6 separate regions of the Mus musculus genome follow, and regions 2, 3, 4, 5 and 6 are each linked to region 1. The links are chromatin contacts, called in public HiCAR-type, HiChIP or PLAC-seq and promoter capture Hi-C maps. All regions are on one chromosome and are shown on one strand. Each heading gives the region's core, a stretch centred on a gene start, on an enhancer-like site or on the middle of the called end of the contact. The rest is flanking DNA. Distances are from core to core; before and after follow the strand shown. Region 1 holds the start of Amacr (alpha-methylacyl-CoA racemase). Region 2 holds the start of Golph3 (golgi phosphoprotein 3). Region 3 has its middle 67 kb from the start of Ugt3a1. Region 4 overlaps Capsl (calcyphosine-like). Region 5 holds the start of Il7r (interleukin 7 receptor). Region 6 holds the start of Mtmr12 (myotubularin related protein 12).

Region 1 (4,498 bases), core at 1,637-4,136:
TACCAATAATGTTGGATGCTTCAGGGGCTCACTGCTACTCATTCTAATGGCATACCAATAATGTTGGATGCTTCAGGGGCTAAGAATAGACCACAAGGTAATCTTTCCAGATGACCTTGGGAAATACTCAGCATTTTCATCACTCTTCTCTACATGTCTAAAGGGATTGCCACCTGATACAGGCTGGAAAAAAAGCACTCACCTCAAAGGATGCATTTGCATAGAGTTTTGGTGCTCTGTTTAAATGTAATATTGGCTTTCGAGTCAACCAAGTTTTCAGCTCATTGTTCATAATATTTCAGAGACTAGCCTGATTATGATGGGGCAAAAATAAGCCCACTTACTAGACTCTACATAGGAAAAACACTTCTGAAGTCTAAACTGGGAAATAGCATTTGGTTTAGTGGGTTTTATTCTTATACTCATTAATAAAATACATTTAGTCATTTCAGGTAACCTTCAGATAGGGCAATTATTTACAATGCTCACAAATAATTGGCTCCTCTTTTAAAACAAACAAACAACCCCATGTAGATAATATTGAGTTCTACTGGCTTAGACTTGCAGATATAAACTTTTCTCCCATCTGGCTTGCCACATCTTCTCTTTGCCATTGCATTCCTGGGGCTGTGGTAGAGCTCTCTTGACTCTGTACAACAAGCTGAGGTAAGATGAGGCTGATATAGTACAGAAGTTATCACATTTTTTTTAATTTGGGAATTATACCCAAATTTTTATATACACCGTGTTATATTGAATGGTCTGTAAACTTAATTAAATACAGGCAGACAAATGGATGCAAAGTAAAGTGTATTCCATTTATGAGATCCATAACAACATGTCTTAAATGTTTTCAATAAAAATGATATTATTTTCTCTATTATCATACTTGACTAATGTTCACAAATCAACTTTAATATGCCACAGTGTTATAGAAGGTGCTAGATGGTTTTTGCCTAGCTTTCCCCATCCCAGAATCTATAAAGAAAAAGGATTAAATTTGCCACCAAAACACCATTATGCTACCTGCTATAAGTTGACACAGATAGTAACATAATTTGGGGGCTGGAGAAGCGGTTCTGCGGTTAAGAACACTGGCTGTTTCCCAGAGGACTGACTTTTGCTGCCCAGCGTTCACGTGTCACCTTACAGCCATCTTGCCCTCAGATACAACACCCTCTTCTGGCCTCTGCAGGCACCAGGCATGCCTACACTGCACAGACACACATGCAGGCAAAAAACTCGTACCAATTACAAAATAAAATTTAAAAATTTAAAGCTTCTTACTTATTTAATCTTTTTGCTTTAGGAGGTTTTTTGTTTGCGTCTATATATTTTGTTATTGTTGTTGTCATTGTTGTTGTTGCTATTGATTTGGAACAGGGTCTCATGTAGCCCAGGCTAGCTTTGAAATTGCTGTATAGCCAAGGATGACCTGGGATTCCTGATGGCTCTTCTTCCACCCTCCAAGGGCTGGGATAACAGTTGTGTGCCACATGCCAAAAATTCCAGGCTTTATTACAAATAATGCACCATGAATATCCCTCATTTTAAAAATATCTGGACACAATTGCCTATGCATAATTCATATGATTGTTCCCCTGATTAGCTTTTAGAAGAGAATTTTGGCCAGAGAAAAGATCTGCAGTGTTGAGATCTCCTATCACACAGTCTGCTTTGCGGGGGGCTTCTGGATAACTCACTACTCTGGGAGGATTTGTAAAACATTATGCTGGCTAAGACTTGTGATTCATGTGTACATGATCCTGTATGTAAGCTTAAGTCATTCAAGCCACATCTGTACCACTGTTTTTTTGTTTTTGTTTGTTTTTTTTTTTTCAGAAAAATAGAAAGGCAGCAACCCTGATAAAATGTTAATGTCTCCATGTGGAAGTCAGCCATACCTTTCCATGAGATTTTTCCATTCCAGTTTATCAAAATGCAAAGGAAATAATAGGACAGAACAAGGCTGGAGCAAGGGTAGGCACTTGAGACAGCATCAGACAAGCAGAGAGCATTAGGGACCATGTGGAAGTTGTCTGCCTTTACCACGAGGCTGCTCATTCTGAGAGAGCACAGACCCCTTTCCCTGAAATATCTTAAAACTCAGTAGCTGGTTAAAAGTGTTTTGGCTACAACTATGTAGCATTTCGCCTTTGCTTTTATTATCTTCCTCACTTGTTAAGAATGGGTATGGGAGATTTCTAGCATTCAAGTCTGGCTCTATTCAGTTTCCTAGAGCTGCATCTGGCTACCTGCAAGCTCCCCCCATTACTAAGGGAAAAAGGACCTGTAAATGAGGATGGAATATTTGTGATTATTTTGTTGCATTTTAAAGGCTGAAAAAAGTTTCTAACTCAAAATTGTAACTGTCCGTAAAACTGACAGCTGACAAACCAAACTGACTTCTAAAACTCTCCCATTTAACCTGAGATGAATAATTCTGATATCCCAGACTCTTCTAAATGCTGGGATTATCCGCGTGCACAACACCGGCGTTTTAAGCGGTGCTGGACTCCGCGCACGGATTTAGCAACTGGTCTACACCCCTGGCCCTATGGGCATCTAGGAGAGGTTTCAAACAGTTGCAGGATGACAACTAGTTTTCAGGGCGGCGAGGGAGACACCCAGTGGTTGCCTTCTTACATTGATCTAAGGAGTTGAGTGCCTTTAATCACTTACTGGGGGGTGAGGGTAGCGATTCAGGTGGCTCGATGAAAGTGTCCGAAGAGGACTCGCACAACATGGGGTCAAGGACACAACTCATGACCTAAACCAAAGTTGAGCAGCTAAACCAACTGATCCAATGCTAGGGTGGGCAGGAAGTGCGCAAGCGCGCAGCCTTCCCGGACGGGGCGGGGCGAGGCGGGGTGCAGGGGGCGGGGCAGATAAACTGTGGCTCGGGCGCCGAGCCGCTCCGCTCTCACCCTAAGGCTGGCCATGGTGCTGCGTGGCGTCAGGGTTGTGGAGCTGGCAGGCCTGGCCCCGGGGCCGTTCTGCGGAATGGTCCTGGCGGACTTCGGCGCCGAGGTGGTGCGCGTGAACCGGCTGGGCTCCACGGGCGAGAATTTTCTGGCCCGAGGCAAGCGCTCGCTAGCGCTGGACCTGAAGCGCTCTCAGGGAGTCACGGTGTTGCGGCGCATGTGCGCACGCGCGGACGTGTTGCTGGAGCCCTTCCGCTGCGGTGAGCCCTGCGGTGCTGCGAGATGACATTCCCTCCTGCCCGATTTCTCCCAGCTTCTCTGACTCCTTCTTAAGACTTTTAATTTGCTTGATTCCCCCCCCCCCAGATTTGCCTTTATTATTTGGAGGTATTGAACCGTACGAGAATCTAGTGCAAGAGATAGACTGAAAAGCTTCACATAGGAATAGAGTCATTGACCCTTTGATATGTGATATACCCATGCTCTAAAGCCATTCACAGACCATGGTTAACCTTTCTCTAATTGCTGGTATTTCCAAGTTCCAGCTTCAAGATCACCTCATTTACTTTGGGCCATATGAAAACATTGTTTTAGTGCTCTGTAGACAAACGACCAATTTGTTAACAGTATCAGTTTTGAGCACTTGCATGCTTGGTGGCATGCACCTCCATCCGACTGTACATTGGTATTTGCAACTGTCACAAACCCTGAACCAAATCTGAAGGCATTCCTTCTGTATTAGCTCAGAGAATCCATTCCAACCAGCCCCTTACTAATATTGCCTGGTAGATACCAGGACGACAGTAAATTTGACAATAAGTGGGACGGGAGTGGGTGTCTAGGCATATTTATATTTAACTCTTTTAGTTCTCACAAGCATATCTGAGGACAGTACTGTAACATTTAAGATTATGTCACAATGTAAAAATGCTCCAATTGAAGATGAGGGTGGGTCAGTGTGATTAGTTTCTTCAGTTGACTCTTAATTCTGACAACTTTCACCAAAATCACAACAAACACTGTTAGTATCACTTGCAAGAGTGTGTTTTTGGTTTGCCCCGTAAAAGGAATTATTCCCATCTTTGATTCGTGCTCTCTTTAAAAACAAAACTGATAGGTTAGGGTTATTTTTCTGCGTGTGAAACGAGCCAGTTCAAGCCAGATTAGATTATATTAAAGGCAGGTTTATTGGGAAGCTCCTCTCTAGCAGTTCACTGGCCCTAAGGACCAGGGAAGTGTCCATGGGGAAAGGAAGGATAGGGAAGGAGAGAGAAAGAAAGGTCATAGGGGGGGGGGGAGGAAGAGGAAGAGGAGGAATGGGGAGCTTAAAATGTCTGGATTGTATAGAGAAGAGCCTCTTGGGGAAGAGCAGCCCAGGTCTGGGATGGAAAGTTCAGGGTTGGGGGCTGGAGCATATGCCAGGAAGGAACTGAGGGGTGCTGCGAGGAGGACCTGGAGCCAGGTCTATTTTGATATGTGATATATGCACCTCAGTCCTTGTCCCAGGAGCAAACAAAAACAACAACCACAAAACAATTGATTGCTTTCCTCTAAAGGTGTCATGGAGAAACTCC
Region 2 (4,226 bases), core at 1,310-3,809, 1.3 Mb after region 1:
CAGTAGCAGTCAAGGGTCAGGCTTGGCTCTCCTGAGTTCATGCCATTGGGGCCAGCTCTCCTGTGCCCACACCACCAGGGCCAGCTCTACCACGTTACCCCCGTGAGCTCCTGTCTGTCCTCCCCAATGCTGCAGCCAGCGAGGGGTGGGACCAGCTACCCCTAGGAATATTTGTTTCTTAAATCTTCCTCTCCTTGCTCCTCCTTTTCCTTCCTGCTTTTCTTTTTCCTTTCCTCTCCTTTTCCTTTCTTTTCTCTTACTGGGTATGTTAGGAAATCTAATTGGTGAGGAGGGTGCCTTTGGCAGACCCATGTAAAAGGGTGCCCCTGAGAAATTCCACCACACAGACCTGGTGTGAAAGATATTCAGGGAAGAGAGTGGAGTGAGAGCCTGGGAAAGCAGAAGAGGCAGGCAAGTGGGTATGTAGACATGCAGACAGATGGCACGAGGGCAGAGAAAAGGGTGGGGGGCGGGGGAGAGAAAGAGAGGTGTATTATCTACATGGAAAAATTAATGGAGAAATAACAGGAAAACAGGAAAATAAAAAGAAGCAAAATTATTATAAAATTTGAATTGGAAAAATCACGTACCGGCAAGTGAATAGATAGAACCAGATATGGATGGGGGTGGAGTGGGGGGTGGGGGTGGGAATCAAGATGTCTACCGCTGGAAGTTTAAGCCACATTCAAGGTGAAGGTGATGAGGATTCACATTTAAAACAACTGCAGCTGGGTGCTGCTGGTGCTCGCCTTTAGTCCCAGCTTGTGGCAGAGGCAGGATAAACCCTGTTTCCAAAACTAAAAAACAAACAAACAAAAAGCCCTCAAAACCAAAGCAAATAACAAATTGTGATCATTCCTTAGGTACTGCTCCTATCTCATCTATCTATCTATCTATCTATCTATCTATCTATCTATCTATCTATCTATCTATCTAGTGTGTGTTTTATGTCTGCTGTTCTTACCTGTTCATGAACTTGTAGAGGCCAGACGTTGACCTCAGGCATCCTCTTTAACTGTTTCACAGGCTTCCAGGATCTGTCTTTCTTAGCTTCCTAAGGCTGCTATTACAGGAATGTACTTGGTGCTCATGAGTGCTGGGATTTGAACTTTGGTCCTCACGCTAGCTCAGCAAGCTGTTGACCCACTGAGCCATTCGCTGGGCCCTCACACTGTTTCTGAGGCAAGGCTTCTTATTGGGACCTAGGCACTTACCCATTTGCTTGCCCATGTGGCGAGGCTCACTGGCAAGGAAGCCTCCAGGAATCTGCCTCTGCCTCCCAGATGCCAGTTTCTAATTTGTCCTCAAGTACTGTGCCCACTGACTACCTCCCCAACGAAGCTTCACATCTTACCCCATTTAAAAAAAAAAAAAAATCTCCGCAGGGACAGGAGCAACTAGCCGAACAGGCAGAGCCTGTACGCACAGCTTTGTGCTTTTTGGATTTAACCTTCTGAGTTAAATAACCATTTAATTTACAAAGGACATTTAAAGTCAGTTGGCAAAGAATGACCAGAAAGGTGAAGGAACAAAAAGGTGACGTGAATGGGAGAAACTGGCTGAGGACACATTTTTTTTTTTTTTTTTTTTTCAGGAAAAAGGGAAGGTAGCTTGGGGCTGTGGGTGGGAGGACCTACTGGGACTTACTGTCCCCGTAGGAGTTGAGACAACGTATTTGGGCGCGGGGAATATTCTGTCTAAACCTGGCTTACTCACTGCGTATGGTTACTGTTTATTTTAAATAATACTGGACAGACCTACGATACCGTTTTTGGATAATGTTTTCTCATAAGACCCGCCCTTCTACTTCTCCAAACCCTTCTCAGGTTTGGCAGTTTTTCCTTTAACTTGATTTGCACAAACTGCCAAAGGGATTGAACCTAGTAATTACATCGAAAATAGATTTAGGGCTACAAAGACGTGGCATGAAACTCAAGAGGTTTACTGTCGCTATAAAAGAATCCTAAGGTCGGCTGTCCTAACAGTACAGTGCGCCCTGACCACTTTACAGCCGCAGTCGGAGGTAGGAAAGTTTTACAAACACAATTCGTCAATTTGTTTAACCTCTCTACGCCAGAGCACAGTACATGAACAGCTTTAAACGCCCGAGTGTAGATGACTCCTTTTGAAACTCGGGAGTTTCACAGGCGAAGAGCCAAGTCCTCCCCGTAGGTAGTGAGGACCCGGGCTATAGTGGCTGATCCCCAGGGATGCTGAGGTCTCAGTGGGGTCCGCCCTAGCCTGGCCTCGGCTTCTGGGATCCAGGAGAGATCTCACTGGTCGCTGGCGCCAGGCCGGACCTTTAGAGTGAACTGAGAGGCGGATGAAAGCCGGGCAGGTCACCGATCGCAAACCTTTCGTCTCCAGACTCAGGGCCACTAGCGAGTCCAGAAGCTCAAGTGTCCGCCGAAGTGGGAGGCGGCTAGCCACGCCCCCCGCTCGCGCCGCTTCCGGCACCCCGGCCCCGCCCCGCGCCGGCGCTGCCACATCCTCCGGTGACGTCAGCGCGCGCCGCCATATTGGGAAGCGCCACCGCCGCCGCCGCCTCCGCTCGGGCTCCTGGGCTGTGTGGGGGGCCACAGCCGCGGGCTGAAGGCTCCCTTGTGTACCCCATCGACGCCCGGCCCGCCGGCTTCGCCCAGCTCCGGCTCCTCATGACCGCCTTCGGCCCCGCAGCCCACGGACATCGCCCCAGCTCCAAGAATTAACACGGAAGCTCCCGGGGCCGGGGCCGTGAGGGAGAGCCGGCCGGTCCCGCGTCCCTGTCGGTCCGGCGCGGCTCTTGTGCGGGAGCCATGACCTCGCTGACCCAGCGGAGCTCGGGCCTGGTGCAGCGGCGCACCGAGGCCTCCCGGAACGCTGCCGACAAGGAGCGGGCGGCGGGAGGCGGCGGCGGCAGCGGCGAGGACGAGGCGCAGAGCCGCCGCGACGAGCAGGACGACGACGACAAGGGCGACTCCAAGGAAACGCGGCTGACCCTGATGGAGGAGGTGCTCCTGCTGGGCCTCAAGGACCGAGAGGTGCGGGCGCCGCGGCCCCGGCCGGGGTGGCAGCCGGGGTGGCAGCGGGACCCGGGTGGCTCCAGGTGGGGCCCGGGTGGGCGCTGGCCGAGGCCTCACCTGTCCCTGCTTCCGGAGCCCCGCGCCCCTGAGCGCCCTCTCGTCCCAAGGAGTGTGGGAGTCAGCCCTCTCCGGCTGCGCTCCGAGTGCTCCCGATCCTCCCGGTACCAAGTGCTCGCTTGGGTTTTCCCGTCCTCTGCTCACAAGCACTCTTAGTTCCGAAGTCTTGGCGATCTTTGCGTTTCTTCTTCTTCGCCGTCTGCCGCAAATAATGGCAACTCCAACCCAAGACTGTTGAGATCTAAAGACTCGGGGCTACCGCGGCTCCCAAGTATTGAGTTTTTGCAGGTTTTAAGACCCGGGAGAGGTTCGCGGATCTACTTGCTGTCGGCCCTCTTTCTTATGTAAAACTTGAGTTGCGGCGCGCGGTTAAGAAATTAGCAAAGTTGTTTTTACTGGGTATTGTTTTAAAAAGTCAATACTAAGTTGATATAAAACCTAGGAAGTTACTTTTTGGATGAACTTGGTTTGAGCGAGCGATGAGTTAGTTTTGCGGTTAGATCTGCTGTCGTCCTTTCCGTTTTGCCATTTTAAGGGAGGGCTTGTGAAGAGCTGGGAGGAATACCAAGTTTGCGCTTTGATGAAAGACTGCAAAGATTTAGGTAGGCTTAAGTTGTGTTCTGACGTTTGGAAAGGTCACCCCAGATATTTAGGAATTTCACACATATAAGTTGAAAAAGTGCAAGTGTCCGTCTTTTAAATGTCTGGATTCTGTAGTTAATGTTTGATTGATTTTATTAATACCCATCCATCTCTAAAGATGATTATTTTTAAGGGCAGACTTGCAGGATTGGATGTTTCATAAATCATGTATGATGAGGTGGCCCGGAAGTTTGTTTCGTTTCAGTGTGGAAACTCTAGACAACACATTTTGAGAGTCAGACAGAAAGGTATTGGATCTTGTTTTTAAATACGTTTTCAGAATTCAGGAAGGAGGACAAGAAACAAACCAGAACAAAACTCAGTTCATCCTATAAAACAGTTTTTTAGTTCCTCAGACTTAGCAGCGGTAGAGAGCTGAGTTTTTCCAGGGACTGTTTGTGGTTCCCGGATATTAGATACTACCCAGGGAAGTGCTTCTTGATGCCTTAATACCATTCAGCTTGA
Region 3 (4,771 bases), core at 1,129-3,628, 1.8 Mb before region 1:
GCTTTGCAATTTTATGAGGTCCCATTTATCGATTCTCGATCTTACAGCACAAGCCATTGCTGTTCTATTCAGGAATTTTCCCCCTGTGCCCATATCTTCGAGGCTTTTTCCCACTTTCTCCTCTATAAGTTTCACTGTCTCTGGTTTTTATGTGGAGTTCCTTGATCCACTTAGATTTGATCTTAGTACAAGGAGATAGGAATGGATCAATTCACATTCTTATACATGATAACCACCAGTTGTGCCAGCACCATTTGTTGAAAATGCTGTCTTTTTTCCACTGGATGGTTTTAGCTCCCTTGTCAAAGATCAAGTGACCATAGGTGTGTAGGTTCATTTCTGGGTCTTCAATGTACCCCATTTTTAAATAGGGTTATTTGGTTCCCTGGATTCTACCTTCTTGAGTTCTTTGTATATTTTGGATATTAGTTCTCTACAGGACTCAACGGGCTCATGGATGAAGGGAATCTAATCAAAAACCCATCAAAGGCCTTCCACACCCGGACCATCGAGGTTAACCACCCTCCCAATACTATAACAGGAACGTCCTGGGATCAAAGCCATCCAGATGGCTAACGGCCCTCAAAAGAACATAATCAACGAAAAGCCAGCACAATAAGACACCTTCAGAGCACTGGTGCCCTGTCAGGAAAATGGTATAGCTGAGTCTTGAGGTAGAACTGTTTCCAGTTTTCCAAGAAACAGCCAAATTGATTTCCAAAGTGTTTGTAAATGTTTGAACTCCCACCAGCAATGGAGGGGTGTTCTCTTTGTTCCACATCTCACCAGCATGAGCTATTATTTGAATTTTTGATCATACCCATTCCAACTGGTGTAAGATGGAATCTCATAGTTGTTTTTGATTTGCATATCCCTGATGACTAAGGACTTTGAACATTTCTTTTAAGTGCTTCTTGACTGTTCCAATATATATATATATATAAAATTCCTCTGTCTAATGTAGGGTTTGTGAAGATCATTTCCCCATATATAGGCTGCTGTTTTGTTCTATTGACAGTGTCCTTTGCCTTACAGAAGCTTTTCAGTTTCATGATGTCCAATTTATCAATTGTTGATCTTAGAACCTGAGCCATTGGAATTCTGTTGAGGGAATTATCTCTTGCATCAAAGAATTCAAGGCTAATTACCACTTTCTGTTCTATTAGATTTACTGTATTCAGTTTTACCTTGAGGTCTTTGATCCACTTGGACTGAGTTTTCTGCAGGGTGATAGATATGAATCTCTTTTCATTTTTCTTCATGCCAACAACCAGTTAGACCAGTGCTAGCTGCTGACTCTGAGAGATACAGACACCCACAGCCAAACAGTGCATGGAGCTTGGGAATTCTTATGGAAGAGTTGAGGAAAGCATTGAGGGACTGAAGGGAATAGGAATGCCACAGGAAGACCAACAGAGTCAACTAACCCGGACTCTTGGGGCTCTCAGAGATGGAACCACCAACCAAGGAGCATACACAAGCTGAACCTAGGCTCCCTGCATATATGTACCAGATGTGAAGCTTAGTCTTCATGTGGGTCCCAACATGGAGCAGGAGCTATCCTTAAAGCTGTTGCCTGTCTGTGGTATATATTCTTCTAGCTGGGCTGCCTTGTCTAGCCTCAGTGGGAGAAGATGCACTTAGCCCTGTAGAGACTTGAAGTGCCAGGGTAGGAGGATACCTGGGGCGTGGGGGGGTGTACCTATTCAGAGGAGAAGGGAAGGGACAATGGAGGGAGGTATTGTGGGAGAGGGTAAATGGGAAGGGACACAATGATCTGAATGTGAAGTGAATAAAGAAAAGAAAAGCAATGGTGCTATGGTAATAATAAGAGAGAGAGAGGAAGAGAGAGAGACAGAGAGAGAGACAGAGAGAGAGAGAGAGAGAGAGAGAGAGAGAGAGAGAGAGAGAGAAGGGATCCTGAGACTGAGGTAGGTTGATGACAAGGAGACAACAAAGGCCACATGCCACAGACCCTCTTGGGTCCCTTGTCTGTGTAGGATGGGTCTCTAGTTGCAGATGGGCAAGGAGTTGTCGAATGACCGACAGATCAACACAGGAGATTGTGTAGAATCTGAATGTAATTTTTCAGGTCGAGCATCATACTTTTTATACAGAAGAATAACAATAAACCAGATGAGATACATCCACCGAGTTACAGTGACACAATACAAAAGGAATGTATACATCAAAAGAAGGTGGGGACCAGGTGCTGCTGTTAAGAAGGGAGCCAGGTGTAATGCTAGTCTATTGTTAAGCCCACCACCAGGGGTTCTTAGTAAATGCCTGATTTATGCTGTTTCCTTGGGCCACGTGAAGAAGCCTGTCTCAGGGGGATTCCCTAACTCTTTTATAGTGAACCCACCTGTTCGCTAGGCCATTGTGAAATTCCCTTGTCTGGGTAAGACTGGCTATTGTCTCAAGTAAACACTCTGCAGACCAGCCCTGAGCTATTCCAGCATCTGTTCTTTGTAATGTCTAATTAGTTTCACTGTCTCTACTAGAAGTAAATTTGAATGTTACTGAATAAGTAGCCTTCTCACTGAATTCCTACTGAATTCCCAGTTTGTCAGCTTCAAGGATTTTCTAGGATGTTGGAACACTGTTTAGCTATGTCAGAATTCAACCTTAAAAGGCACTTATAATAAGATAATACTAAAAGAGAGCACGTGGATCCATACACCAGACTAATGTGGGAATAGGGTGTGAGTATACGGGTTATGAGAACGCTAAAGTTCCAGGAGGTGAGTTTCCATGAAACTCTGCCTCGTGAGTGCTCCCAGGCCTCTCGGAGCAAACTTCACTGGAGTATGCATAGCATTCTCCCCCTTTCTTATTTCTCAGCCGAAGTTCCAAAATGTCCTGCCTCATCGTTGCTACAGACCTCAGGAGTGCTCTAAAGATGAGTGGAAACACAATGATTGCTAATAAAATAATGCCAATAATAATAACAAGTAGGATTATTTATTGAACCCAATCCAGGGGATTCAATGCACTTAGGTTATTTTTTAAATCTCTGGCCAATTCATCAATGTTCCAAGTGTCCAAATGACTTTTGCTAATATCTGAAATTTCTGCCTTTAACTGTTCCAAGTCATGAGAAATATCAGTATCTCTCCATACTCCCTGCAAATGAGCTTTAGTCTTTTCCCAATCAATGGTTGTATTATAAGGTAATGGGGTGACACAAATATATTGGAATGAAGCATGACATTTAGTAGCTAACCTAATCTTAATATTTGCAACATCTTGCCCTATTGCCAGCACTACTTCTTCTAGAGCGTTATCCTTTGCCTCCAATTTTTTATCTATAATATGCAGCTCTGACAAGGCTATGGAAATATTCTTATGTATATCATTAACAAAATGAGCAGTATGCAGTCACTGAACTAAGACTGTGGTAGATAATGCAAAAGAAGTTAAAATTGCAATTAAGGCAGTAATTCGTAAAATCAGAGCTGCAACAAATCTCTTAGGTCTAATAAGTTCGTTTAATCTTTTAAAAGTTTGCAATCCTGAATTCTCAAACCAAGGATCATTTCCTAACTCTACAGGCAGCAAAACATAAGCAGGTCTCTTTAGCAAAATCCTAACAGCAGATTCCTTATCTAAATTAAGATCTATACAATTAGTTAATTGACAAGAATTACAATGAATGTGAAAAGACTTGCCAAGATTGGTGATCTATCAAAACTTCCTAATAATATGGCATACGGGTAAAGTAAACAAGCTTTTACAGCTATAGGGGAGTTGGCTTGAATGGCCAAAAACAGTGTCTCTGATGGAATCTTGTCCAGTACTCTGTAGCAGTCCCTCTGCCTCAGGAATCATCATTTTTACTTGTCTCCAGGTTGACACCAGGTCAGCTCTCCTTGCTGTAGCCCATGGCAGAGATAGGAAGTTTCTTCATCTTGCTTGCAAGTGGCTGCTCTCCGATTTCCTCCTCTTCTGTGTGCTCAATACAGCTTTCCTGTCACCTCTGTCAGGGCACTCAAGAAATCACAGGTCAGTCTGTCACATTGGAAGCTAGCATGCTCCTGCAGCATTCTGTGGAAAAAACAGAAACATTGCCCCCTTTCCCCCATATTAAATATCTGAACAGGCTCATGCCATGTGCCAATAAGTGGATCCTATATCTCACCTAGACATGATTATGTCTAGTTTTTAAAAATAAAAATGTAATTTAAATAATTGCATGGGGATATAATTTCTCCCCTTTGTTTTTTAAGAAGGTATAGTTTTTAAAGTTCTACAATACCTTGTCTATGAGAATTATAAAATATCTCAGTAACATGAGTAACATTAAATTGTTGACAAAACATCTCAAATACTTGACTGTTATAGCCAGTTTCAATATCTGTTTTAATCTGTTTTGGAACACCCACCAAGTCTATTAAAAAAATTAACATAGGCAGTAACTAATTACATTTCAGTTATTTTCTCTTGTAGAACAGTTGTAACTAGAAAGCCTGAAAATTTATCAGTAGTCACATGTGCACATTTTATTTATTTATTAATCAGAAATAAGAGTAGCAATGGATTGTTTTCTCTGTCAAAGAATTGCTGTGGGCTCATAACAATAACTAGAATAAGCAGCTAATATTTGATTTCCATTGATCATAATTGATAACAATTGATCACAGAAGTTTCTTCTGCTCTTTGTAAAGCCTTTTTGTTTCTCACCAATTAATTTGAATCTCACTTGATAGCACCTAACAAAGGCTTAAGTGCCCCTGTGGTGAGTTTAAGGTGAGGTCTTAGCTGATTAACA
Region 4 (4,692 bases), core at 1,570-4,069, 1.5 Mb before region 1:
TCCTACATTGTTACTGAGTAGCACAGGCTAGATATTCAAATAAGCATGTTGAGTGCAGGATGAAGACCAAGGTGAGACAAGGGAAGTGCATGGCACAAGAGTTAAAGAGATAGATACTCATTATCTCTCTTCTTAGTGGTAGACAAATGTAGGGTTGATTTTTGTGGTCTTGAAAATGGAGTGATTCCTTACACATTGTGCTCTAGACCCTATGTACTCCTTAGACATTACTCCCTGTCCTTGCATTAGGAGTCCTCAGCCAAGTTGAATGAATTTAAAAAATAATAAAAATAAAATGAAGTTATGAAGTAGATATTTTATAATGATGATTATGCTGGCTAGTTTTGTGTCCAGTTAACACAATCTAGAGTCCATTTAGAAGAAGGAAGCTCAGTTGAAAAAATGAATTCACTTGATTGGCCTATGAGCCAGGCCTTGGTGCATTCTCTTGATTGATGGTTGATACTCTGGGCAGTGCCATCCTCGGCTGGTGGTCCTAGGTGCTATACGAAAGTAGGCTGACCAAGCCATAAAGAGCAAGCCAAAGCAACACTCCTTCATAGCCTCTGCATCAGTTTCTGTATCCAGGTTTCTGCCCTGTCTTAATTTCTGCCCTGACTTCCCTCAGTGATGGGCTGTGCTGTGGGTGAAAAGACAAATTTTCCCCCATTGCTTTGGCCATGGTGTTTTCTCACAGCCATAGAGTCCCTGAGACAATGATAACTTAAGAAATCTTTTTCAAGTATGTTCCATCACAAACATGAAGAGTAGTACTTAATTTTCACCCTGGTATTAATAGAAAGAATAAAGAAAACACTTCTGAAGAATATAGAGTTCATAGCACCACACTGAAAGAACAGGGAGAGTCTCACCAGTCACTAAACTTTAGCACATTGCTCTTGGCCGTCTATCCTCTAGAACTCTAGGAAATGAATTTATTTCTTTGTAAATTATCCAGTCTGTGGCATTTTATTAGGAGGGAGGAAAGGGGAAGAAAGCTGAAGAGACCAGTAGCAGGTATAAGGATCGTATAGAATAGGATTTAGAACAAGCACTGGGCCTAGACAGTCAGAAGGAGAGATGCCATTTGTTAAACCTGAGACCCCTTGCCAGCAGAGGTACCGGGTAAGCCACAGAGAGCAGTGCTGGAGAGCTCACCTTCACATGTTGGTATAGATCCAAAGCTGCAGGTTCTCCATCATGACACAGGGCAACAACAGAATATCTGAGAGGAGTCCAGGTGAAGATCCAGTATGGCTGAAGTCTGGGGCTTAAAAGACCAATAAGTCATTGCAATGAACATTTGCAAGTAAAGAAGTATGGACACAATAGTATACTGTGGGACACACTGTGGCATACTACATAGGAGATGTCATTATTTTCTTCTTGTGGGGTGATTGTAAGGGCAGAGGGCAGATACAAAGGGTTGGGGAGGTGAGTGGAATTGGGATGTATCAGCATCAGCAGGGGTCTGCATTAATGTGTGGGTCACATTAATGAAAAACTCATGAAAAATCAATAAAATGTTAAAACAAACAAAAAAAAAGCAAAACAAACCTGTACTGGAAATGGATATAAAGGCAACAAAAGTCGTGGTCACATTCCTCAGGGTGAAGTATGAGTGAACAGAGCTAGGAGAGGATCTGGAGAGAAAGCCAGCTTGCTTCTCCCCGACCTCCCCAGAATCGCTTAAAAGCCCTTCTGTCTTAACCAGTAGCCACCTGCTTTGTAGATTGCTTTCCTACTCTATTCTACTCTTACGGGGCAATGTTTTAAAGCTGCAGAACTATTACAGCAATACTAGGTCATTTGTTTTTGAAATAGTCTAATGTGATGGCATGGATGCTTAACAACTACAGAAATGCCCAAAATGGCACTTACAGGGCTGGGCTCATGAGACTGCCACCCAGTGGTTTTCTGGTAGTACACATTCCCTGTGTCTCAGGCACTAGGGACAAAGGAACATGGCAGAAACTAAATGACTGAGCCCATCACTGTGGTACACATCCCCACCAGTCAGGAGAGTAGACATTTCCCTCCTTGATGTATATTCCCTAGCCCTGCCCCTGCATGTCCTTTGCTGGGTCTTCTGTTATAAGTCTACCCTCTACCCTCTGCATCTTCACAGATTGACTCCTTTTTCTCAATTTTATTTGAGCAGACCAACACTTCTTCAGTTTCCTTGACCTCTAGTTAGGGAAACCAAGGGCACGTTTTCATTTTTGAGCACCCAAAAAGACACCTTTTTTTTTTTTGGAATTAGTAATAAACTGGACGTGGAAGAATTTGGTGTTTTGTGACATGTGGGAAAATATACTAGAGATTGCACTTCAGTGACTGTGTCTACTATTGTGTTTACAGGTTCTTTGCTATGTAGAGAGGGAGAGAAGGAGGAAGAGATGCCAAGGACCAGCCTTGGCTTGGAGAAGGATTCTGAGGAATTGGTGTCTGGGAACTGCGAAACAATTTGTGGGTCTAAGCTGGTGGCCTGTGCTCTGCTGGAGAAAGCTTTCCAGCTTGTTCTCTCTGTTCTACTTTCTCTGGAGATCTCTCGACAGCCCTCTAGGTTCTGCTTGAGACAGTTCTCCAAGCAGTTCTTTCTTGCTAATCTAAAAATTTTCTCTGCCAATAGCTCATCTCTTGCAGAACAGAAGCCAGCCTTTTATTTTACATATCAATCCAGGCATTTACTCCAGGTTCACCTTTGATTATCCTATGAATCAGCACCCTCTGACCCCAGGCTCTGTTGGAGACAGCGAGCACATTTTTATTTTAAAACATTGTAAAAGAATTCAGAGAGCTCCCTGCCTTTGTAAACTTTGCTGGGTGGGACCTTGTCCTGAAATTACCATTTCTACCACACCTGTGCCTAAGTTCCCTCTGTCCCAGGCTGACCTTGAACTCAAGAATTGGCCTGCATTTGTATCTGCCTGACTTTGTATCTTTCTGCCAAGCCAGTTCATAGTGTTGCTGCATCTGTTCCTTATACAATTTATATTGCATCCTAACATTTTTGCATAATTGAAAAATTATATATGTTTCAAATACTATATATATTAAGGGCTGTCCTGGAGGTCCGAGCTTTTACCATTTTGCTGAGACATTAGACACACCTTCATCTTCAGGACCCCTGCTATCTCTAAGTGCCATGAAGTCATTAACATTAACTGGGAGGACATTCCTTGGAGGACCCTGAAAATATGTACAACATATACAAACAAGCCTTATGCTCTTGGCAGTCACAGACACTTGTGGAGGCCCAAGTATATTGGCCGTGTCCCAGGGGCAGGAGCCATGTCATTCTGTCTTCACCCAAGGCCATGGGGACCCACAGAGGGAGGGAGAAGGAAGGAAGGAGGGAGGGAGGAAGGAGAGAGGAGGGAGGGAAGAAGGAGGGAGGGAGGAGGGAAGAGGGAGGGATAATTCAGTTTGCAGCCACCAGGTAGTACTAAGACAACCCAATGGAGTGGAGAAGTGCAGGTGGGGCCTTATTGAATCTTTATTCCCTACAGGTAAGCCTAAACAGAACCTTTAAGAAGAAAGGAAGAAAGGAAGGAAGAAAGGAAGGAAGGAAGGAAGGAAGGAAGGAAGGAAGGAAGGAAGATTAATGCAGAATAGACTTGATAAACTTGTGTGTGAAGTTTGGAGAAGGAAGACTAATAAGAATCATGAACTTTAAATAAAAGAAAAAAATCTGAGGTTATAGGAAAGGACACATGTTTGCTTTCTTGAGCAGGAAAATAGTAAAGATAAAAGGAAGACACATTTGTCTCTGTCTCTTTTATCTATCTATCTATCTATCTATCTATCTATCTATCTATCTATCTATCTATCTATCTATTATCCATTCATCTATTCATTTGTCCATCTATCTTTCTGTATGTTTAAAAAATTCCTTATGACACATATCATTCTTTTCTCTTTTCACGTGATAGTCAAAATAAATTTATCTTTATTGTAAAAAAAAAAAAAAAAGAAAGAAAGAAAAGAAAACAAGAAAAAGACATGCTCTCAGAAGCAGATCCCTGCAATTGCAACTTTCCACATCTCATCCGACAAGAACGCTGGAAATCCTGGCTGAGAACTCTGTCAGGGGCAGCAGCCAACTGTACAAAAGAGCGATGGAGTGAGCAAGCCAGCTTGGCCCCAGTGCACCAGTCTCCTTTGTGGCTGGCTACTCCACTCAGCCTCTGTTCCAGATCTCCCAGTCACTGCCTTCTGCTGCTCTGTGGATATCCCCTTCACTTGCCATTGTGTGTGTAGCTGGGCGAGGGTAGGGAGAGGTAGAGGCAATCAACAGCTTTGTAACCCTAGTCTTCCCTTCCCCTCAAACTCCCAGTTCAGTCACTTGCCATTTTAAATGAATTCATCACTGTCCAAAGGGTCCAGCTGTCATATTGGATGCACCAGGCTCCACTTGGTCGCACACCTTATCTTCTGTACCTTCTCTTCAATTCACCCACAGGGTTCTCTACATCACTGTTCTTTCCTTTTTGTAAGCACTGTAGTCCACCTTCATCCCTTAGTCTCATCCTAAGCTCCTTTGAATTGGAAGTCAGTTACCTGGCTGGTTTTATACTTTCCCCATCTCTCCTTCCAACACTTCCTTTCAGTCTCCACCAGCCTTCCATGGTTTGGTTCAGCAGTTCAGACCACTTGCTGCCCTTCCAGAAGACCCTAGGTCAGATCTCA
Region 5 (4,238 bases), core at 464-2,963, 1.5 Mb before region 1:
GCATATGGGTGGTTATGATCATCAATCTAAAAACATTTCAAAATTTAAAAAGGTGAAGTGAAAATCCTGTTTAACAGCAAGAATTTTTACTTTTTTTTTTTTTTTGTAAGAAATAGCATGGCCAAGAGGGAAGCATAGGGGCAAAGGATTGTACCAAACAGCAGCATGGTTCTCGTGCTTCCTGCCAGCTATTTGCACACATTTAACATGAGATAATGACTCTCCCTCACCAAGTGACTCATGCTCCGTCATGCTGAAGAGTGTGACTCCTCTGATGATTCTCTTCATAAGAACATGCAAGGGTTTTCCATCCTTGCTGATTACAAAGTAAAGTCACACAAATATCTAAGCTTAGGATGCACAACTAAAGGCATTTGACTGAAGAGCTAAACTACAGAGCTAGGCTGATGTGTATTGATACTGTGCATAAAGAAAATACAGATGTATTTGATACAAGCTTATGCAATGTAGCTTTAACTGGTCTGGAACAAAGATGATTTTTCTGTCTCAGCCTCTTAGGCTTCAGGACTACAGGGATGTACTACTGCACCCAGTTTAGGAATGCACATATAGGCCAGCCATGGTGGTGTCTGCCTTTAATCCTAGCACTCAGGAACCAGAGGCAGGATGCACACACACACACACACACACACACACACACACGCACATACACAAAGACACACACACACACATTCCCCTTTTAATGGTGTGTGTGTGTGTGTGTGTGTGTGTGTGTATGAAAACAGTTTAATTAATTTGTAGAAACAAATTGGAGATTCACATTCCATGTAGCTGCTGTGTCTGCCAGAGACGTTTGAGTACAGTCCTGTAATTAAAATGCCTATTTTTAAGAAGTCAAGGTCTAAGTATTTTATGGATTCTGAGGAGAATTATGATGACCATATAATGGATTCTCTGAATATAAAAGCAACCCTGTGTATTTCAAAGAAGACACCTTCCTTAGCATACTACTGAATTATTCATCAGCAATCTAACATGAATCTGCCAAAGCTAAAGTATGTTGAAGAAATACATTATAGAGTAACTTCTAAACTCTAGACACTAGAAATACAGTTTTGGTGAATACACAAACCTCTCGTTTCTGGCCATTAATTTATCATGGGTATCTAGGGTTTTAGAACTCCATAAACAGTCAAAACAACAATGGCTTGATTTTTCAGTCTAATACAGTTTTGGAAGCGATCATCCAAAAAGCTCCAACAAAGAACTGATATGAGGTTTCTTTTTTGAAATTACCAGCATACATCCACATTTATGAGCCAGAATTTGAATGAAACTCAATGCTTCTTGACAGTTCTTGAGAGTTACAAGCCATTTGCAGTATTGTCATCATTCCCTCTGTCCTGGTGATTAATACCCACAAAACAACCTAATTAGTGCTAAATTCTTGCTTGCCCTGTTAGAGAACTGTGTAACTTGATCATATATGCTACAGGTAATCTGAAATCCTTTAAAAAAGGAGTTAGAAATGACTCACCATCCTGGGCATTTCCACTTTCTCCAGAAACAGCTTGAATTAAGCAGAAAACTATAGCGAAAGCTCTACCCAGAGCCATCATTCTGAGAGAGAGAGAGAGAGAGAGAGAGAGAGAGAGAGAGAGAGAGAAAGAATAGAGAAGAAGCACGCTTGTATGTGCAAGTGAATGAGAGAGAGGGAGACCCAAACCAGCTCTGTGCCTGCTAAACCACAGACAGGGAACTATGAACATCACAGAAGAAGGCAAGTGCCAGAAACAGGAAGTCTGAGCAAAAGGATTGCTGCTGTAAGCAGAGGTAGAGAAAACGGAGAGGTAGAGTGTGACTTTTTTTTTTCCTGCATCTTGGTATTCCCTGAAGCTCCTGAACTTAACTGCTTACTTTTGAGCAAGGTGGTAGACTTCAAGTGATGCTTCAGATGATCTCAGGGTCCAATGTAACAGGATCACAAGGCCAAAATCCACACTTACGATGCTCCTCAGTTGGTTGGGGATGCTCTTGTTTTAGGAATAATGATGCTAGGATAGAGTTGTCCCACTTAGGGCTGAACCCTCAATGGTCACGCCCAGTTCTCTGCTCTCTGAGAGAGAAGTGAGAAAAGAGCTTCTCTAATGAGAGGCAAGGCTGCACTATTCTATGGGTATAAGGACAAATGTCTAGAAGACAGTTTGATACTCTGTCTTTTAAACAAACAATAGTCCTGTGTTTTCCCCTATGCTCTAAGACCTCCCTGGCACGGGTTCGTGGTCAGATTTATAGTACCAGCCATGAAACACTCCCCTCAAGAACTCAGGGAACACCATGGAGGAGAGAAGGAAAGATCAGAAGAGGCAGGAGCCAAAGAGAAATACAGTGAAATTATCTATTATAAAAATAATAGGATCTTTGTGTTCATAATTTCACAGAAGCTATGGTTGTGACACAAGACTGGCATGAGATCACACCAATCCACATTCCAATATGGACAGAGCAGGTGTTCAAGAGGCCACATCCCTAGCTGAGGCCCTCCTGGCAGGTTGACAAATACCAGGCGATTAAGAGTTAGTTTTCTTTAAAAGTGTGTCCCATGGTAGGTTGCTCAAGCTCTAGTGGGCAGTTATACACTCATGAGCACAAGAGCTGAACTAAGTAGGTTCTGTGGATCCTTTTCTTAAATCATTTTAAGAATTGATTAAGTTATTTATTTATCCTAAATTCTGACTGCAGCGCCCCCCCCCCCATCCTTTGCTCCCAATCCCTCTTTCTCCCTTCCCTCCAACCTTCTCTAACATTCTTCCATTTCTCCACAGAAAAGGGGAGGCCTCCCTTGGATATCAACCAGCCTTGACATATCAAGCTGCAGTAAGACTAGGCACATCTTCTTCTCTCGAGACTAGAAAAGGCAGCCCAGTTAGCAGAAAGGCTTCCAAAGGCAGGCAATGTAGTCAGAGACAGCCCTGGCTTCGGTTTTAGGAGTCCCACATGAAGACCCAGCTGCACAACTGTTACATATGTGCAGAGGGTCTAGGCTTGTCTTGTGCATGATTTCTGGTTGAAAGTTTAGTCTATATGAAAACCTATGTGCCCAGGTTAGTTGATTCCGTAGTATTTCTCAATGTGACCATGACCCCTCTGGGCATCTTCAATCCATCCTCACTCTCTTCCATAGGATTCCCCAAGTTCCACTTAACGTTTGGCTGTGGGTCACTGCATTTGTTTCCATCAATGCTAGGTGAAACCTCTCAGATGATAGCTATGCTAGGCTCCTGTCTGCATGTATAGGAGAATATTATTAAGAGTGTCGGAGTGGGCTCCCTCTCATGGCATAGGTGTCAAGCTGGGCCAGTCATTGGTTTGCCCTTCTCTCTAATTCTGTTTCATCTTTTATGCCCGCACATCTTGTAGGTAGGACAAACTATGAGCTAAAGATTTTGTGAGTGGGTTGGTGTCCCAGTTCCTCCATTGGAAGTCTTTTCTGGTTACAGGAGATGGGCATCTCTGGGACTAGCTAGAAACAAGGGCAATGAAAACTCCCAGGAGTCTATGAGGGTGACCCTAGCTACGACTCCTAGCAATGGGGATATGGAGTCTGGATAATTAAAGAACTAGAGGACATGAAACTGAGAAGGAGAGTAGGTGTTGGAATGCGGTAGGTAGGGAAGACAGGAGGGTGGTTATGGTTTCAATATCCTCAATACATATATACAGTTTCTAAAAACAAAGAAATGTACAAAATAAAGATTTCATCTTTCATAAGCTATTAAAAGATCATTTAAAAATATTTTTTACACTCAATCTTTCAGTGTACAAATGTAGCCATTTTTCTCCTTTGAGTTCTATATATCTCTAGTATACACCTGTACTTAACTATTAAGTACAGGCACGGAGAAATTATTAAATGCAAGTGTTGGCAAATTATGACTCAGGAATGGAATTTGATCCTTTACCTTCTTTCATAAGTAATTCGTTGTTGGAGTCCAATGTTACCCATTTGTTGTGTACTATCTGCAGCTGTTCTCATACATATAGTAGAGATGAGTGGGCAAAGAGATGATATATAAATAGTAAAACTTACACCATCTGACTTTAGAAAACTTCTGATCTCTAAACAGCTACATAAGTACAATCTCAGAATATTTAAAAGAGAGTTTCATCATACTGGTTATCAATTTTTCTTTAACAAAGGCTTCACATAAACTTTATTGGCTCCAAGGCATGTAGGATAGGTGTTGGAGGCAGTCATTATTCAGACTGTGGCTAAA
Region 6 (4,800 bases), core at 1,644-4,143, 1.2 Mb after region 1:
ATTAAGGAAAGTGTGTGGCCAGGGTGGTGGCACAGGCCTTTAATCCCAGCACTAGGAGGCAGGCAGATCTCAGAGTTTGAGGCAAACCTGGTCTATAGAGTAAGTTCCAGGGTAGCCAGGGCTTCACAGAGAAACCTTGTCTTAAAAAAACCAAAACCAAAAACAAACAAACAAACAAAAAAGGTGGGGGGGCAGTGTTAGGTAGGGCTTTCTAGATAAGCAGAACCAACAGGACTGTAAAGAGACCTATTATAAAGAGAATTTACTAAGAAGGCTTACAACTCATATGGGCCTTGTAGTCTTAACAATGGCTGTCTGTATGTCTGAGAGCCAGGTAGCTGCTCAGTCACAGAAGCCGGTTGCCTTATAGTCCCAATGTGGTGCTGAAGGCTTAGGAGAGTCCTGGAGAGTCAAGCTGAGTGAGGCTGGAGTCTGACGTCAGTGAAGGGGACAACAGTTGCAGCAATGTGGCAAGGCAAACTATTCAGCCAGTACCCAGACAGGCAATGGAGCTGTACTGGTGTTCTCTGGATCTTTTGCTATCTGGGCCACCTACTAGGAGATGCCCCCACCCACCCTGTTAATCCTTCCTGGAAATGCTCTTGTAGAACTGCCCATAGGTGTGTCTTTAGTTCATTCCAGATTCCATCAAGTTGACAATCAAGATTACCCATCAAGGCTGGCGTGACAGTTGTGGAGTTAAGAGCACTTCTTCTTAACCTGAATTTGTTTCTCGGCACCAAAGTGGGGTATTACCAGTGCTCATAACTACAGCTTCAGGGAATATGACACCCCCCTGACAGATAGACACACACATCAAAATAAAATAAATCTTAAAAAAGTGTTTAAACAGGCAGTGGTGGCACACGCCTTTAATCCCAGCACTTGGGAGGCAGAGGCAGGCAGATTTCTGAGTTCGAGGCCAGCCTGGTCTATAGAGTGAGTACCAGGACAGCTAGAGCTACACAGAGAAACCCTGTCTCGAAAAACCAAAAAAAAAAAAAAAAAAAAAAAAAAAAAAAAAAAAAGAAAAAAGAAAAAAAGTGTTTATCAGTGAGTGAAACATGTATGAGTGGTGTACTCATACCTCTGCTTGTAACAGAGTACCTTACAGTTGATCGTTTATACACAATACAAAATTGCTTCTCACTGTTCCAGAGTCTAGGGAATTCCAGAATCAGTAGATTCCACGTTGGGAAGAGTGGGCCATTCAACGATGACACATTTTTTTTTTATTTTAAGATTTATTTATGTGACTACACTAGCTGTCTTCAGATACACCAGAAGAGAGCATCTGATCCCATTACAGATGGTTGTGAGTCACCATGTAGTTGCCGGGACTTGAACTCAGGACCTCTGGAAGAGCCATCAATGCTCTTAACCACTGAGCCAACTCTCCAGCCCAGAATGGTGACACATTCTTGCTGAGTTCTCTCAATGGGGGAGGGTTAGCCAGAACCCTCTGATCTCATAAGGGCATTCCTTCAAGGCTCAATAATCTCCAAGTCCACTTCTTCCTCACAGTATCACATGGGGGAGGGGGACGGACACAATCAGAAGAGGGTGGCAAACCAGCTGGTTTTTTGGTATTTAAAACGTTTCTTTTGTTGGCTCCCATTCCTGGGAAGTGTACAGACCCAGAGACAGTGTCAAGTTTTCAGAGTCGTATTACAACAGGGCTTGACCTTCAGCAGATGTTAAAGATCAGGGTGATCTAGTAACACTTAACGTTAGCTTGACGGCCGGCAGAAAGGGACATTTGCTTGGTGAATTTCTATCAAAAGCCAGCATTTCTGTTTATGGGTTGGGTCAGATCCTGGAAACAAAAGCAACAGAATCTGTCTGGCATATCGGAATCAGAGAGGTCACCTCTCCTTCCTGGGAACCAACGTGGAAAAGCACAGTTAATTGCTAGGTTTTGAGAGGAAGGTCTTATTTGTGATCTAGGTTGCCTGGGGACTTCCTAAGTAGTCCGAGCTGGCCACAAATTCACTATCTTTCTGTCTGGCCTTCCAGGTGCTGGAATAGCAGGTGTGCACTAACCACCCTTCCGTGTCACTTGTAGTACTTAGTTGGGAATTTTAAAAGAAATACAAGGGGGTGGTGCAGTTGGTCAGACTAAGGCATAGCAAGGTGCCTGACACTTGAAAAATTAACTGCAAATGTTTATTGGCTTTTCACAGTAGATGGAACAACTTCGGGTGAGCTGCATCGTATCTTATTCTTCTAACACAATGCTCCACAGGGAGAATTCAATTTGGTCTTGCTCACGCGAGGCAAGTGCCCCAAAGGTGGAATTCAAATGAATAGAAATGAATAGTGTGTGTGTGTGTGTGTGTGTGTGTGTGTGTGTTTTATTTGCTATCTTGGCTTAATATGAGAGGTTTGTCGATAACTTGGGAGAGCAGATAAGTCTTAAGGGCTTTTGATATCTTACCAGTTAGAAACCAAGCGACAAACAAAAGAAGTTTGAAGTTGAACACAACATTTTACGTCACTTTAGTCAGTTCCTATCCGCTCTGTCTCTCTTCATTCGTCTAAAGTCTGAACGTCGTCGGTGTGGTTTTGAAGCTTCTGCGGAGGCATTCTGTTCAGCAAGCTGAATTTCAAAGCTGCTGGCCAGTAAAAGAAGCAAAATGGGTAGAACGACTTGCCCGCAACAACTTAGCGACGGCAGGACCATTGGGCAAATGGCGACATTCTCGCTAGCCAATCGTGGGGAAGCCCGGAGAGAACGCTCTCCGCATTGGCTAGAGCAAATACCTCGGCCAACAAGGGGTGGGCGTGGCCAGTCCCATGCTGTGGGCGGGACCTCAGCCGGAGCAGAGCGAGCGGCGGTGGGCGTGTCCCACGGTCGCTAGGCGGGGCGCGTGGCCTGGGCGGAGCGAACGGTGTCAGCGGCGGAGCCGGATGCGGGCGGTACTGCTGCCGCCGCCGCGGCCCTAGGGATGGGCGGAGCCCCGGCCGCTGGTGCTGGTGGCCGCCGCCGCTGCCGGAACCTGAGCCGGAGCCGCCGCCTCTGCTGTCGCCGCGCTTCGGCTTCGTTGCTTCGCAAGGCGGCGGGATGCTGGGGAAAGGGGGAGTCGGCGGTGGCGGCGGCACCAAGGCGCCCAAGCCCTCCTTCGTGTCGTACGTACGCCCTGAGGTGAGAGTGCGCCGGGCGAGCGCGGCGGCGGGTGGAGCGGCCGGGGCAGGGGCGCTTCCTGCCGGGGTGCCGGGCGGGGCGCTCTGGGGCCTCCCGGGCTGGCCGCGGCCCGGACCCCTGCGGCAGGCCGGGCAGGTGCTGGGGCAGGGCCCTGTCGCTCGCCACCGCGCCTGTGGGCGGGAGCCGGAGCCCGGGAGGTCCGGCGGCTCCGGCGCCCCAGGTATCCGGGAAGGGAAGAGAAAGCTTGCGTGGTCGGGAACCCGACGGGGTTCCCCCGGCAGCCCGCAGCCCGGTGTGTGTGCTCTGCCCGGGACTTTTCTCCGCGAGTCCTGAGAGTTCGTCTCTGTCGCGGGTGGTGCACTGCTTTGCGTCCGCGCTGCTGTATGTGGGTCGGCCTTGGCCTCTTTCGGTGTCTGCCCAGAGCATCCTCCTCCCGCTTCTTCCCATTTCATCTCCCCCCTTCCAAACTGCAATTCTAGTCGAGAAGTGCATTCACTCGGGAAATACTTTCTGCGCTCCTACTGTGTGCCAGGTACGATCCTGGAAAGCTTGTGCTAAGTATCAGTGAACAGAACAAAGATCGAGCTCCTTGGGAGCTTATGTAAAAAGAAACAAACAGTCAACGATATGCGATTATTAATTGTATAGTACTTAGAAGATGGTGGGGACAAGGAATCCTTTCATTCTTGCAAAGGTGGTATTTCAGTCAGGACGTTAGAGGACGTTAGGTCTAGGTAAGGAGTCCTGGACGGCCCCAGGGAAGGCTGCCAGTTCTGGAGTTCCGTGAATGAGGAGGACATTGAAGAGATCAGAACTAGAGCATGTTGAAGACTTCTGGAGCAGTCGTTCCTTACCTTTTAGTAGACTCCTTCTCATTTTCGATTTGTGAAAGTTGTGTGCGGTTTTTTTTTTCCCTGCTTTTGCAATTTTGTTTGTTTGTCTCTCGATTATGTAGCCTGGCTGTGCTGGAACTCACTATGTAGAGCAGTCTGGCCTCGAAGTCACAGAGCTCTGCTTGCCTCTGCCTCCCGAATGCTAGAACTCAAGGTAGTACGACCATGCCTAGCTTCTGCAATCTGTCTGTGTGCAGGTAGATGCTCTACCAAATTTACTGCCTCCAAATGTCTTCCCACTTCTCACTTGCTAAGGTGGAAAACAGGTGGGCCTGAAATGAGATATCAGAGACCTGGGGCCTGCAGCATTTGCATGTGTGTCTTGAAATCAAGGCATCTAGTGGAGAGTACTAAAATGGAACCTATTTTCAGTCGTAATTTTCAAATAAAAACCACTTCCTCTGTCAGAACTTGATATGGAGAGACAGGGTCACCTTACATTTCACCCTGTAGTCCATAGAGGTAATGTGGTCAGGTTCTCTTTGTCTTTCTTTGATAGCACCCTAGTTGAACGCTAACTGCCTTTGACCTTTAACCTTTAACCTTTCTCATTTAGTGAGAGTAAACTGCAAGTGAAGAGTCTTCTGAAGTCTGGCCAGAGTTCAAGAGTGCGCCAGTCCTTCATCTGACTGTGCAGTTTTTGCCATCAGCGCTGCTCTGTCTCCCTTGAGAGGCAGTAGGGAAAGTGGTAGCTCAGCTCACTGGACTCATGGCTTTGGGGTCTTCTTAGAGGGCAGCTTTGTGTTTTTGTGTCTAAGACCG

What was found. Promoter capture Hi-C pulls out the DNA fragments that hold promoters and counts their contacts. HiCAR-type assays count read pairs that join an accessible place to other places. HiChIP or PLAC-seq counts read pairs in DNA pulled down with a chosen protein or histone mark.
Region 2: a contact with region 1 is called in a HiCAR-type map of astrocytes, with 4 times the contacts expected there. The contact joins the promoter of Golph3 here to the promoter of Amacr in region 1. A contact is called at or near these places in 3 of 39 promoter capture datasets (hippocampal neurons, liver and pre-B cells) and 1 of 115 datasets of contacts at active chromatin or transcription factors (astrocytes).
Region 3: a contact with region 1 is called in an H3K27ac HiChIP or PLAC-seq map of embryonic stem cells, with 4 times the contacts expected there. The contact joins the enhancer-like site here to the promoter of Amacr in region 1. A contact is called at or near these places in 4 of 39 promoter capture datasets (the C10 cell line, the HPC-7 cell line, hippocampal neurons and 1 more) and 1 of 115 datasets of contacts at active chromatin or transcription factors (embryonic stem cells).
Region 4: a HiCAR-type map of embryonic stem cells shows a contact between it and region 1, with 15 times the contacts expected there. The contact joins the enhancer-like site here to the promoter of Amacr in region 1. A contact is called at or near these places in 3 of 39 promoter capture datasets (embryonic stem cells, hippocampal neurons and pre-B cells), 1 of 15 datasets of contacts at CTCF or cohesin (pro-B cells) and 4 of 115 datasets of contacts at active chromatin or transcription factors (astrocytes and embryonic stem cells).
Region 5: a contact with region 1 is called in a promoter capture Hi-C map of pre-B cells, with 2.0 times the contacts expected there. The contact joins the promoter of Il7r here to the promoter of Amacr in region 1. A contact is called at or near these places in 3 of 39 promoter capture datasets (the C10 cell line, hippocampal neurons and pre-B cells).
Region 6: a promoter capture Hi-C map of liver shows a contact between it and region 1, with 5 times the contacts expected there. The contact joins the promoter of Mtmr12 here to the promoter of Amacr in region 1. A contact is called at or near these places in 7 of 39 promoter capture datasets (the 3T3-L1 cell line, the C10 cell line, hippocampal neurons and 2 more), 2 of 484 Hi-C or Micro-C datasets (pre-B cells and regulatory T cells) and 1 of 115 datasets of contacts at active chromatin or transcription factors (astrocytes).

The regions. Positions count from the first base shown.
Region 1 is chr15:10,978,870-10,983,367 of GRCm38.p6, forward strand. It overlaps Amacr (alpha-methylacyl-CoA racemase), which reads left to right and starts at 2,887. Exons shown (of 5, transcript NM_008537.4): 1 at 2,887-3,184; 2 at 4,481-4,498. The coding sequence starts at 2,941. Gm34315 (a long non-coding RNA gene) reads right to left here and starts at 2,764. Exons shown (of 3, transcript XR_383838.4): 1 at 2,683-2,764. It overlaps C1qtnf3 (C1q and tumor necrosis factor related protein 3), which reads left to right. Exons shown (of 6, transcript NM_030888.4): 6 at 1-1,293.
Region 2 is chr15:12,318,937-12,323,162 of GRCm38.p6, forward strand. It overlaps Golph3 (golgi phosphoprotein 3), which reads left to right and starts at 2,560. Exons shown (of 4, transcript NM_025673.2): 1 at 2,560-3,020. The coding sequence starts at 2,796. It overlaps Gm52210 (a long non-coding RNA gene), which reads right to left and starts at 1,642. Exons shown (of 2, transcript XR_003951630.1): 1 at 965-1,642; 2 at 1-797.
Region 3 is chr15:9,210,888-9,215,658 of GRCm38.p6, forward strand. No RefSeq gene overlaps it. Among named protein-coding and RNA genes, the nearest start is that of Ugt3a1, 67 kb to the right of the region's middle. Within about 2 kb of position 2,379, at least 7 of the 459 cell types and tissues checked have an H3K27ac peak or open chromatin away from gene starts, as enhancers often do. A contact at or near this core is called in embryonic stem cells, where this site is marked.
Region 4 is chr15:9,450,247-9,454,938 of GRCm38.p6, forward strand. All of the region lies in intron 1 of Capsl (calcyphosine-like), which reads left to right. Among named protein-coding and RNA genes, the nearest start is that of Capsl, 17 kb to the left of the region's middle. Within about 2 kb of position 2,820, at least 16 of the 459 cell types and tissues checked have an H3K27ac peak or open chromatin away from gene starts, as enhancers often do. A contact at or near this core is called in embryonic stem cells and pre-B cells, where this site is marked.
Region 5 is chr15:9,528,163-9,532,400 of GRCm38.p6, forward strand. It overlaps Il7r (interleukin 7 receptor), which reads right to left and starts at 1,714. Exons shown (of 8, transcript NM_008372.4): 1 at 1,499-1,714. The coding sequence starts at 1,580.
Region 6 is chr15:12,202,135-12,206,934 of GRCm38.p6, forward strand. It overlaps Mtmr12 (myotubularin related protein 12), which reads left to right and starts at 2,894. Exons shown (of 16, transcript NM_172958.4): 1 at 2,894-3,145. The coding sequence starts at 3,065.